Linked DNA regions of Gossypium hirsutum: region 2 is linked to region 1. The links are chromatin contacts, called in public Hi-C maps. All regions are on one chromosome and are shown on one strand. The core of a region is the stretch at or near the end of the contact, and the rest is flanking DNA. Distances in the headings are between cores, read along the strand shown. Region 1 holds the start of LOC107910303 (cytochrome P450 81C13). Region 2 has its middle 30 kb from the start of LOC107910726.

What was found. Hi-C and Micro-C count contacts between places; a contact is called where the count stands out from the background.
Region 2: a contact with region 1 is called in a Hi-C map of leaf, with 2.4 times the contacts expected there. The contact joins the enhancer-like site here to the promoter of LOC107910303 in region 1. A contact is called at or near these places in 2 of 34 Hi-C or Micro-C datasets (both in leaf).

What each region holds. Positions count from the first base shown.
Region 1 is chrD02:17,405,534-17,412,090 of Gossypium_hirsutum_v2.1, reverse strand. LOC107910303 (cytochrome P450 81C13) reads right to left here and starts at 2,328. Exons shown (of 2, transcript XM_016838113.2): 1 at 1,292-2,328; 2 at 1-654. The coding sequence starts at 2,188. The coding sequence ends at 16.
Region 2 is chrD02:17,684,006-17,690,562 of Gossypium_hirsutum_v2.1, reverse strand. No RefSeq gene overlaps it. Among protein-coding and RNA genes, the nearest start is that of LOC107910726, 30 kb to the left of the region's middle. Within about 2 kb of position 3,407, at least 3 of the 9 cell types and tissues checked have an H3K27ac peak or open chromatin away from gene starts, as enhancers often do. A contact at or near this core is called in leaf, where this site is marked.

The sequences.
Region 1 (6,557 bases), core at 1,079-3,578:
TAAACGATGAACGCTCTAAAGTTGGGAGAGAAGTTTAATCACATCAGGCCGTGGGCGACACAAAGCCTCCAAAGGCCTAGCCTTGAAGATAGACAATCCAATAGTATCTGGTGTCATATCCACCTTGTCTGACCCTACGTTTTCCCATTCAAAGCATTGTATAAAAACACCAATTGCCAACAAAACGGACCGTAAGCCCATGTTTCTGCCAGGACAAGCTCTCCTTCCAAGTCCAAATGGAAGATATTTTGGAAGATATTTGAATCCTTCCTTGTCTTCCAAAGTTCCCTCATAAAATCTTTCAGGCTTGAACTTGGTTGGCTCCTCCCATATGCTAGGATCCCTTTGGATGGCCCAAGCATGGACCAAGAGTATTGTGCCTTTAGGTATCTCATATCCATCCACCACACAATCTTCAGATGGGCAATGAGGCAATAAAAGCGGTGTTGCGGGATATAACCTTAGTGTCTCGTTTACAACACAACGAAGGTATGGAAGTTTGGGAAGATCTGATTCATTTAGCAGGCGCTCATGTCCAACATGGCGAATGATCTCGTCTCTTGCCTTCTGCAAAGCCTCTGGATGACTCAGCAGGAGTGCCATTGTCCACTCCATTGTAATAGCCGTAGATTCAGTTCCTGCAATGAACATCATCTGTTGCAAGCCAATGTTAGAAAACAGATAATTTGTTTCCCACTTTTTGCTTTGATAGATTACTCATAACTTCAACGAAAACTGTCAAACAAAGATCATCCCATTTTTTTATGTTACTCGGACATTTTATCTTTTTATGTGACATATATTCAAATAAAGGCATATGAAAAGTTTAATGTACCCAGTTCTGCTACTCAGACAGAGAAAATATTATTAATTACAATTTTTTTGAAGTCTGGACATGACAGTAGAGCATCGGGTCGGGTTGGGGAGGACAAAAAACGACCCGTCCTTTCCTGTTGCCATCACTTAAAAAGTGTGAAAATCTATAATGTCATATGGTCAAATTCCATTATTAGTCCATATATGATACATAAATTATGAATTTAGTCATATATTCTTAATCATGTATTTTTGGTATTTTGAAAATTTTGACTATTATTTTTAAAATCTTCTAATCACGCCATATAACTTATTACTTTTACACAATACCCTTATAGACAACTTCATATAGAAGACTAGAAAGCAAGTTGCTACCTACCAAAACCATAGTCAATGAATTTGAATGCTACTTACTAAAATTTTCAAATTTAGAAACAAGTTGATATAGAAGACTGAAAAGCAAGTTGCAACCTACCAAAACCATGGTCTTGATGACTTGATCGGGACAGAAGTCAGGGTCGTCTTGTTGAAGAGACAGAAGCCTTTCAATCAGCGAAAAATTCTTCTTACTTATATTTAATCTTATCCCATCTACTAAATTCTGAAGATATTCATCTCTTCTCCTATGTATTTCTTTCAATTTCTTTTCAATCCCTAGGAAACCAATCCACCTCAAAACTGGGAAGAAATCACATATGTTGGTCCCTAGGCTCGGAAAAAACAAGCTCTTAAATTCCGTGAAGAACATCTTTTCTGCCTCCACGTCCTTAGGATCCTCGACCCCACGTTTTCCGGCCACCGTCCTCCACATGACATTCGCCGTCAAGAGACAAAACAAGTACTTCAAGTCCACCTTTTGGGTGCCGTTGCCTGATGAGACCTCAAACAAGCGACGAACAAAGTCCGCAACTTCTTCTTCACGTATGGAAGAAAACTTTTCAACGCTGTTAGAACAGAAGATCTCAACAGCGCTGAGACGGCGATGGTTCCGCCAAAGTGATCCGTAAGGAGCCCAAACGAAAGTAGTGTAGTTGTACGTCATAAGATCCCCGGCCATAGTACGAGGCCGGTTTGCAAATATTATATCATTCTTGGTCAAGCATTCTTCAACAGCAGAAGGAGAAGAAAGAACAAGGACATGTCTGCAACCGAATTTGAGATATAAAACAGGGCCATATTTGGATAATAACGTGGCCAGTGATTGGTAAAGTGGGTTTTTGATGAGGTGAAGGTGGCCAATAATTGGCAGAGAAAAGGGACTCGGAGGTAAATTTTTGGTTTTATGAATCAAAAGCTTGATGGTGAGAAGAATGAATAAGATGATTACAAGGTAATGGTACAGGTTTTCCATGGAAACAAACAGGAAAACCATATGAAGAACGCTTTGTTTAGAGACACTGACTGAAGAAAGAGGGAGAGGCCCTGAAATTATATAGCATCAAATTCTTGAGTAGATGGACACAGTGTAGGCCTTTGTTTTTTCCAAAATGACTCAAAAAAAAAAAATCACTATTGACTTCGATAAAAAAATCATGGCCTGTTTATTATAGCATCAAATTCTTGAGTACATAGACATAGTGCGGTCAGACCCAGTACCACCCAAACGATGATTTTTAAAAAATAAAAATATTTTTTTGGGTACATAGACGGGGACAATATGTATTTTTCAAAATAGTTGCAAAAAATACAGATATTTAAGGAGAGAAAAAAACATTTTTAATAGGTATTACCGATTTTTCATCAATGCCACCAGACAATCAGATGACACAAACAATTTGGTGACACTAAAAGAAAAATTAATTTTTTTAATTATCTAATACCAATGTCACCGAACAACACAACGACACCAAAAAAATATTTTTTTTACCTAATAACACCAATAAAAATTTCTGATAATTTCTTTTTCAATTTGACAAGATAATAATTTTTTGTAAATTTCTCCGATGCTGCTCAAGACAGTGACACCTACTAAAAAATACTCTTTTTTTTCTCTTTTTCTTCCACGAATACCTATATTTTTTACGAATATTTTAAAAAATATATGTTGGTAACAATTATATTTTAAAAAATACAATAATTGAGTCATGATTGAAAGGTGGTGTGACCATTAAATCTGAAGGAATACTGCAAAAAGAAAAATCATTTTCGTATATAACTTTTTATTTAAATTACCCACACTGCAATATGTAATTATTAAATAATGTCATTATCTTTTGTGGCTCCATGCTTTTATCTTTTATCAAGACTGGTTCTACTCAGTCTGAAAATTTTTTCCTATCAGTCTTTTCAAATGACTAATAAATCATTCTTATAAATTAGGCTTAAATATGGATAGGCCATGTTGTCCCTTGAATTTTCTTTTAGTCAAATTGCTCCATGACTTGGTATATTGATTCTTACGGTTAACATAATTTGTTCATGTGATCATCCACGGACGTGACACCTGGATAAAGAGCAACAAAACATGTCTTTTTTAATTATTCTAATAAATTTTAAAAAATATATATTCTAAAAATTCAAAAAATTGAATATAAATAAAATTTCAAAAATAATAAAAAATTCAAACAATAAAAAAATAAAAACACATTTTAAATTTTATAAATTACAAAAAAAAAATGAAAATATAAAAATCCAGAAAAAAAAAGTAGTTTAACTTTCAAAAAATTGAAAAATAATAATAATAATTGAAAGAAGTCAATTTTGATTATTCTATATTTTCAATTTTTAATTTTTTAATTTTTATTTTTCGAATTTTTTATATATATGTTTTGAAATTTTAACTAATTTTAAATTTTAAATTTTAAATTTTGAGTTATATTTTTTTGGATTTTTAAAATATATATTTCTTATATTTTTTATGCCAACCTCATGATCGAATTTGAGAAAGAAAAATTCCGGGACCAAAATAAGTAATTATGACTGTTTAGTTGGTGAGATAATTAATTCAGAAATCCTTGAAAGGCCAATTAATGCACTTCTTTATTGAGATTCAAAGAAGAAAAACGCGTTACGAGGAAACCAGTGAAGTCTTTAATTTCTTAAATTCTCCTGACAACAAATCAGTCGAATACTGAGTTAAAATGTCGAGTGGAGTTCGCTCTCACCGCAATGCCAACGATAAAACAAGGGGATTCTATCATATTTGGTTTTTTTTATCAAACTAATCCCAAAAAAAACAATTAATTACCTAAATGATTTATTTTTTAATAAAATACAAAAATAATTCAAAATCTACGATAAAAATTAGTGGAGCTCAAGTGTTTGGCGCCACTAACATGTCACGTCAACAATCTAGATAAAAATATTAATTTTTTAATGTAGTCATATAAAATAACGCCACTTATAAAAATAATAAAAAATATATTTTAATTTTTGAGAAAATAGGAGTTCTAAGTAATTTTACCTTTTTATCAGTGAAGCCAAATAATTTATCGTCACCAAATTTCAACACCCTACACTATTCTACTGCCTATTCAAACACCCTGAAACAATTTTTTTTTCATTTGTTCCTTTTTTTTTCCATTTGTTTGTCCTTTTTCGTTTTATTTATTTTGTTTTTCTTTATTTACTTTTTCAGTTTATTTATTTATTTATCCTTTATTTATTTTATTTGTTTGTTTTATTTATTTTTTTATTGTTAGTTTTATAATATTTTAAATGTATGTTTTAAATATTTTTTAATATAATTTTTTAATATTATAAAACATTTAAAATATATTATTTTTAAAGATATGACCTTTCAAATTTATTATTTGTTTTATAATATTTTAAATGTATATTTTAAAATTATATTTAAAATTAAAAAAATAATATTTTATTTGGTGGAGCCATTTAGAGTGGCTCCACCACTTTATTACAAGTGTAATTTTTTTTAAAATAAGTTTTTTTTAATATAAAAATTTAAAATTTGATATTTTATCTCCACCTCTTGCTTCTCTAGCATATATAGAATAGTGAACTTGTTGTGTTTAGTAGGAGAGTTCAAAAATTTTGTTGGAGATGAATAACGGGGTGTTTTTCGTGTACGTTTTTTTATGGTGAAATTGTAGAAGGTGATTGTAATGACCCAAAAATTCACGGGCATCGGAAAAGTATAATATCGGGCCTCCATCTTAGTAAATTGAGTTCGAAAATTATTATTAGAAATATTTACTAGATTAATTGTGTGTTTAATTAGGTTTTAGTTAGGTGAATTTAGCCTAATTAAGAGTAATTAGTAAAAAAAAGATTAAATTAAATAAAGGGTAAAAGTTTAATTATAGATTAAATGAAAATAATAGGGACCAAATGGGCAATTAAGCCACATTTGGAGGTTGAGGCGGCATAAGATTGTAAAAATCTTAGATTTTTATATTATTTATTTATATAAATATATAAATTAATTATAAAGTATATTTTTAAATTAATTATATTATAAATATTATATTAAGAAATAAAGACAAATGTATGGTGATAATTTAATACAAGTGTACTAATAAAATACATGAATTTGTAATACTTATATTTAATTATTAAAAAGATATTTGTTTTAATTATTATTATATTAAAGTAATTAAATTAGTGAACAAATAAAACAAAACAAAAGGAAAGAAAAGGAAAATAAAACAAAAGAAAGAAAGTACAGAGGCATTCGAAACAGAGCAGGAAAAAAAAAGAAAAAAAAAGGAAAAACTAAATTTTTAAGGTTTAAAGCGGTAAGTCAATTAAGCCATTTTTATTTAGTTTTGATGATTTAGAAGCTTTAAAACAAAGTTTTGATGGGATTAAGTTGATATTTTGTAAGTTCATAGGTTTTTAAGCATCGTTCATGTTGGATAAATTGTTGAATTAGGGATTTAATTGAATGAATTTTAAGTTAGAATTGATAAAGGGATTAAATTGTAAAAGAAATTATAAGTTTTATGTTTTAGGGACTAAAGTGAGGGAAATTCGAAATTAGGAAAATATGCTGAAATTTTAATAGTTACATTTGAGTTTGGATGAAATTTGAATAGAAATAGAGTGTGAATTGAAGTAGGAAAGTAAGTGAACTTAGTTAGGATTAAATTGAGAATAAGGAAGAAATTGAATAGAAATTCAATTATTTATCATAATTAGTGCTGAAATTAATAGTGTAAATTATTATTATTTTCGTAGCTAGCAAATAACCAAAAGCATCTGCACGGAAAGGAAAAGAGAAGATTATCGAGGAGTAAACTCGAGAAAATCACGGTTTGTATTACTATAATTCAAATTATTTATTATTTTAATGTTAAATTTAAATTATGTGTATGGTAAGCAAACAATAAGGTAAGTGAAATATAATGTAAGCATTATTATTAAGTTGAAAGAAATTTAATTGAATAACGGATATATGTGTGGAATTAAAATGAATTTTGACTTGAAAATGGAAAAGTAAATTTGAATTGAATTGTGATTGAAAGTGAAAAAGTGAAATTGAATTGAAATATGAATTTGAAAAGTATGTGTTGGTATTGAATTATGTTTTGATTAGTGAATGAAAAAAAATAATTGGTATTGAAAATGAATTCTTGAAATAAAGGTGAAAATTTGAATGTGAAATTGAACTAGTCGGACTGAGTCGGATATAATTGGCATGCCATAGGATTTGGAAGAGTACGGGATTTATCGGCTTTGTCGATCAGGCACTTTATGTGTCGTACATCAAGCACTTTATGTGTCGTATCTCAAGCACTTTATGTGTCGTATTAGGCACCACGTGTGTCGTTTCAGGCACTTAT
Region 2 (6,557 bases), core at 2,158-4,657, 280 kb before region 1:
TTCTCTTTAAGCGAATATATTTATGCATTAATTTGTAATGTCTTACTTATTATTTGTATTATATATATTGTTTTCAAGTCTTTTACTTCCAATTATTCATGATTAAAATATTTTCTTAAAATAAATAAAAAATAAAATTTGAGAATATCTATTAAACTTCTCCAAGCTCAATTTCATCCTTCTTGACCTCTTGAGCATTAATGAGTTGTCCAGGCTTTATTAACCTTGTAAACTTCATTCATTTCATCAAAGGATATACATTGACTTATCACTCTCCTCCATCTGTCCATCGTCTGCCTAAATGATTAATCGTCATTTCCAGTCCATGTATATTTGTGGCTGTGGGGCTGAAGCCTGCACGGTCACTGCCATATTTAATTATTTTATTTTGTCAGACTCTGTCAAGTTTGATAAACAAAACTCGATTAAAAATTCTTACGAAAAATATTTTGAGTATTTTTCGACGTTTGTTTCATGTAAAATAGGATAACCAATGTTAAAAATTTTTCAATCAATGTAAATTTATTTTTTTATTCTTGTAAAATGTCTTATCAAATTTTTTTTATAATACATTTTCTAAATTGATAAGGCTCTGTTCACTGTAATACCATCATACCTGTCCCGAATATCGGGTCAAAGTACCGGAATGTTACATTCTCTACTATATTTTTCACTTATCAAATATTTTCTTATAAACTTTCATAACTTTTTAATTTAGTCCCTTTTTGTCATAAATGTTCAACATTCACAGGTTAATCATATTAAATCAATTTTCTTTCTTGTTACACTTTAATCACATATCAAATTTCTCTATATTTCATTTCTATAATTTCATCCACATATTTTCTCAAGTTTAACAATTTAGTCCTTGTCATCATAAAAATTCCATATTTTTCCACAATTTCACTTTTACAATACTTTATGCATATTTCATCATCTCATAACATATTCATTAAACTTTTACCATAATTTATTTAGTCACATATTAAATTGTTTCACACTTAAACTTTTGTACATTTTTCAATTTAGTCCCTATTGCCATGTAATTTATTTTTCACCATATAAACACTTTAATCAAATAATTCATTTTAATATCTTATTCCACATAACAAATTTTCATGCATATCACTTCTCTTGTTTCAATTATAAATTTCATAAAATTTACAATTTAATCTTTAACATCATGAAGATTCATTATTTACTATAATTTCACCCTAATATCACTTTGTAATCAATTCACAACTTATTATAAATCTTAAATGTATGTTTGTTTCATTAAAAATAACTTTCATAAAATATTTTCAAGAAATCTGCCAAACAACAAAAATATTTAACACAGGTTAATCTAAACACCAGAAAATATTAGCTTTTTCAAAAAAATAAATTATTTTTCGAGAATCATTTTCAATAAAACAAACTCAACCTAATTTAGATTAAATTTAAGGTGGAGAACATGTAAACGAGGATAACTGTTTTCAATATTATAGTTTCGGCCCACAAAATTTGAACCAAAATGTTGGCATTTAATTACCCTTTGTAGTTTGTTCTTTCTCCCAAACATTTCAATGGTTGGCACTACTATCATGATATAATTTATGTCGCATACGATGTTATTGAAGGGCGGCGGAAGAAACTGTAAACCTGCAGGCTAATGCAGCCAGCTATGTACGTTGCCAATTATAGTCTAGTATAGGTTTGGCCCTCTGTTTTTTTGCAATTAACTTTGCCTATTGTAATTTGTGCTATGTCGATTATATACAATCAAACTCCTAATGTGGACGGCTCATGAACTCATTGTAATGCTTTAACATGCGTACGTAAGTAGTAGTAGTATTAATGCAAGGATAAATTTTTTCGATCTTTTGATGGAAAATGTGTTTTCAAAGAATGGTCGAACTTGGGGACCTCAAAAGCCTTGGCCAAAAATTATTGAATGAACCACGCCAGTGCCACTAGATTCAAACACAGATGTGGACAATATAAGAAATGGACACATGAACCACTGTTGCCAAAATTTAATGTTAAATCATTTTGATGCTGATCTAGCTGCTTAAACAGCATTTGAAACTAATCAAGAGTTTGTATTAAACAGTGAGGAAAAGATAAAAAGAAAAGCCAATGGCAGTCAATAAGTGTTTGTGACATAGTTGGGGGTACAGTGGTCCTAGTGATAGGCTTCTTACCTGCAAAATTCAGGCTGAATTTCAACCCTAGTTGGCAGTGGGGTCTTATGGGATTACCGTTAAAAGCCAATACAAGCTATCTGTGAATGAAATTTAGGCCTCAATTACCCCTCTATATGGGCAAAAAGAAAGCACCATTGGTAGATTTTTTTTTTTTTGGTTTAGGGCATTAGGGGGTCAATACTGCCACCCAAGTCATTTAATATTGGCGGCAAAAACCAACCAATCTCTGGGTCTAATTTGGCAAAACCCAGAGTGTGCAACCCTACCCTATCTCTTATGTTCAGAGACTGGAATTGATGTTGGAGTTGAATGTAATGATAAGGGTATGAACATCATTCTATTTTGGTTGCATTTGTACCAATGGATAACAACTTCTAAATATCCATCCAACTTATATAACATTAATGCCCAACATCTCAATGTATCTCACTATCTCCTATCTGTTTCCCTTTACTCGTTCTCACTTGAGTTTATCATAATTGATATTAAAAATTAAAAAAATAAATAAATGAGACTAATGACAATTTCATAGAGTTAAAAAACCTCCATCGCATATACACTATAAAAAAAGTAATAGTTTAGGAAGAGTTAAAACTGATTGTATGGATCATTTTGGCAATCATCTCGCCTTTTAAATTTTGTATAATATTTCAGGTTGAACTCGTGAGCATATTATGTCTACAAGTTTAGGTAATTCTCGTTTAAAAGAAGTATTACATTTTATGTGCTAATAAATATTTACTATTTATTTTACAAGCTGGCACCAAGGATCTCAGAGCACCACCCAAATATATTTTATAATATAAAAATAAATATTTTAGGTTTAAAATAGTGAAAATAAATTAAAATTTTTATATATATTTTTTCAAAATATATCATATAAAAGTTATTGATTTTTTTTATTTACTTGAAAATTTATTATTCTTTAAAAATATTTATGAAAATGATTTTAAAACTTTGTCAAATAAAATTCAAAAACTGTAAAACGAAACTCATTTTACTAAAATAAAATTAAAATACAAAACAAGAAAAGATTAATACGAGACAAGTGAGAATCAAACCAAACCAAAATTACAATAAACTATTGGAAAAATTCCAAAAACCTCACTTAGGCGAGTTGGGTGGGCGGGTAACCAAGTCCAAGAGATTTGGGTCTACACATATAGTGTGATAGTTGGTGCACGTCAATGTTAGCCATTTGCAGCAATTGATGGGCCTAAAAGAAATTATAGTCAAACCAAGTTTTGCTTTAACATTTCGAAATTCTCTCTTCAGCCGAAAGTCCCCATCTACTTTCTCCTAAATGAATTTTGGGGTCTATGCTCTATGGGCTATAGCATAAGTTGCACCTTTACCCCTAATCCATGGTTATTGGTTAATCCATTCAACTTTTTGAAGTTTCAAAGGCTTTATGAAAGACGTTAAATGACTGACATTTTAAAGTTGGAAATAACTACTCTACTTTAGTAATTTTTAAGTGGTTGTATCATTTTCTGAAGAAAAATTGAAAATTAACCCCAATTAGGTTACTTGGGTTTATGAAATATAAATTTAAAAATGAGAATTGCTCGAAGCTTAATCGAATTCTATTCTTTATTATATAAATATAAATATAAATATAAATATTTTATATTTAAAATAGTGAAAATAATTTAAAAGTTCTTGAAAAATTATTATTTTTTAGAGATATTTATGATTTTTTTTGAAACTTTGTCAAATAACATTGAAAAAAGTCATAAAACATAGTTCATTTTGTCAAAATAAGTCTAAAAATCCAAAACAAATAATTAATATGAAAAACTAAAAATTGAACCAAACCAAACCGAATTATGATAGATAGTTCAAAAAATCTAAAAAACCTAACCAAACGGAACTGATATTACCCCTAATTGATGGTGCATCATTTTGTTTTTTTTTTCTTAACGCAAATTGATACTTAAATTATACCTTTTTTTTCCATCTATTTACCTAAACCCTTTTTTGGTCATAAGTGATACCTAAACTAATTTTTTCCCCAAATTGGTACCTTGGTACCTAAATTATTATTATTTTTCTCATTTTGATACCTAAACATTTTTTTGTCATAAGTAGTACCTAAACTATTATTTTGTTACTCATTTTGCACCAAAATGTTATATTCGTTAAAAAAATCAATGAATAAACTTAACAAATATTTTTAATTATTTGATTTCACTTTTTTTTCTTTTACATTATTTTTTTTATTTTTTTAATTTTTCCTTTTGTTTTCCTTTCTTCTTATTTTATAATGTTTGGTAATACCAACAATACTCAAAATTTGACCTCTCAAGGTCGACATGTCAGTCATTAATTCCATTTTTAAATATTTTTTTTGTTTTTATGATTTTTCAGTATTTGATCAAACTGGAATTCGTGGCTTGATCAGTTCAACCATCGGTTTGATTCTGAATAAATAAAAAATAAAAAATAAAATGAATAAATACATATGTAAGAGAAAATAAATTTTTTTCTTTTTTTCCTTATGTCATTTTTTAAGTGTTTATTTTTTTTATTGAAATAGACTTAATTGTTTAACTAACTATTAAACCATCAGAGTACCACCAATTTGAGAAAAAAAGTTAGTTTAAGTACCACTTGTAACCAAAAATAAAATTTAGGTGCAAAAATGAAAAAAACATAATTTAGATACCAATTTGTAGGTTAAGCCTTTTTTAAGTAGACTTAAAGATTTGATTAACGGAGGTACTAATTTGAAAAAAAAAGTAGTTTAAGTACGAATTGTGACAAAAATTTGGATACTAAAATTGAAAAAAAGTATAATTTAGATACCAACTTATATGTTAACTTTTTTTTTTTGGTAAAATGAATTGAAAAATTGATGGAAGGTAATGACAAACACCTTTTCACTTCTTTGGCACTATGACATAATTGGAGAAATGGAAATTTGAGTATGAAAATTTGAGAATAAGTATTAGAATGCAATACTATTAACGTATTACTAATATGCATCGGCAAATTTGTGGGGCGGGGGGAGGGAATTGCAATTTGGTTCAGTCATAAATGATAAAATTATGGATTTGTATTTTTATCCTCTAAAAATGAAATAAAAAATAAAAAATAAAAAAATGATAATATTATATTTTTGACATCTCAAAAAATTATAATTCAATTCTCCCCTCCTTTCAATTTTGAATTCGTCCTTGCAAGTATGTCGAGTATCATGTTTAATTCATTTAATTAAAATGTAAGATCTTGTGGTTTAGTATTTTTTGTTTTGGTTTAACGAAAATGGATTAAAGTCATCATGTATGGAGTAAAGTTGTTACTAATCTCACATTACCAAGTAATGTAAGATTACTTTAAAAATAGATAGTATTGAGATTACCCTTATATTACTAAATATTGTAATTACTTGTAATATCATATTATCAAAGGATTTTGAAATGTAAGAATATCCTCAATAATCCTATTTTCCGTTGATCAAAATTTTATTTTTCCTTTATAAAATTTACATAAACTTGTAATAAGACAAAATGAGGTGAATTGAAAACCTAAAAATTAAAGCTTGAAAATTTGGTAATTCCTGAAAATGCTATAAGAATTGGCTTTTTGGAAGCAATATCCTCCTCTTGTAACCTCTTCAACCCGACCTAAACATTAGGCCCGAATTCAAAAGATTAAATTAGCAATGGAAATGGCCCAGTAAATTATTAGAGTTTTTAAAACGGACATATTAAAACATTTGTTTATTTTAGAAAAACAACTCATGGGTTAACAAAAATCGACTTTTCTTGTAACAGTGTTTTACCTTTTGAAAACTTAGTTAGTTTTAATTTATTTACTATCCAAGATTTAATTTATTACTTAGAAGCAGAAAAGTGACAATTAACTTAATTTAAATAAAAATTATATTTCATGCAATAATAATTAAAATCCATATTTCGATGTCCTAAGGTCAAATTATAAGTCATGCAGGCTATAAAAAAACCCAAATCCTATGTCTCATGTCACAGTTCCAAAATAAAACGATACAATTTTTGAAATGTAAAAATATCGAATAATAAATCTAAAATATTTTAATGAATTAAATTTGAGTCGAAACCCTCTGGATGTCGTGTCTGCGTCCTAACCTAGTGGGTTATCTGTAAAGATGGAAACAAAAAAGAAGAGAAGTGAGCTATGAAGCTCAATGCGAGTTCCATCACAAACAAATTAGTATAACTGATTAGCATGCAAAATCACATCACAGAGAATAATCCACAATGGCAGTTTCAGAATATCAATATCAGATAAACTCTACAATGTATATGTATATGTATATGTATCATCTCAAAAATCTCATAATTGTATGCACATGCTTTATGAATGCAATATAGTTTTGGTTTAATAGAA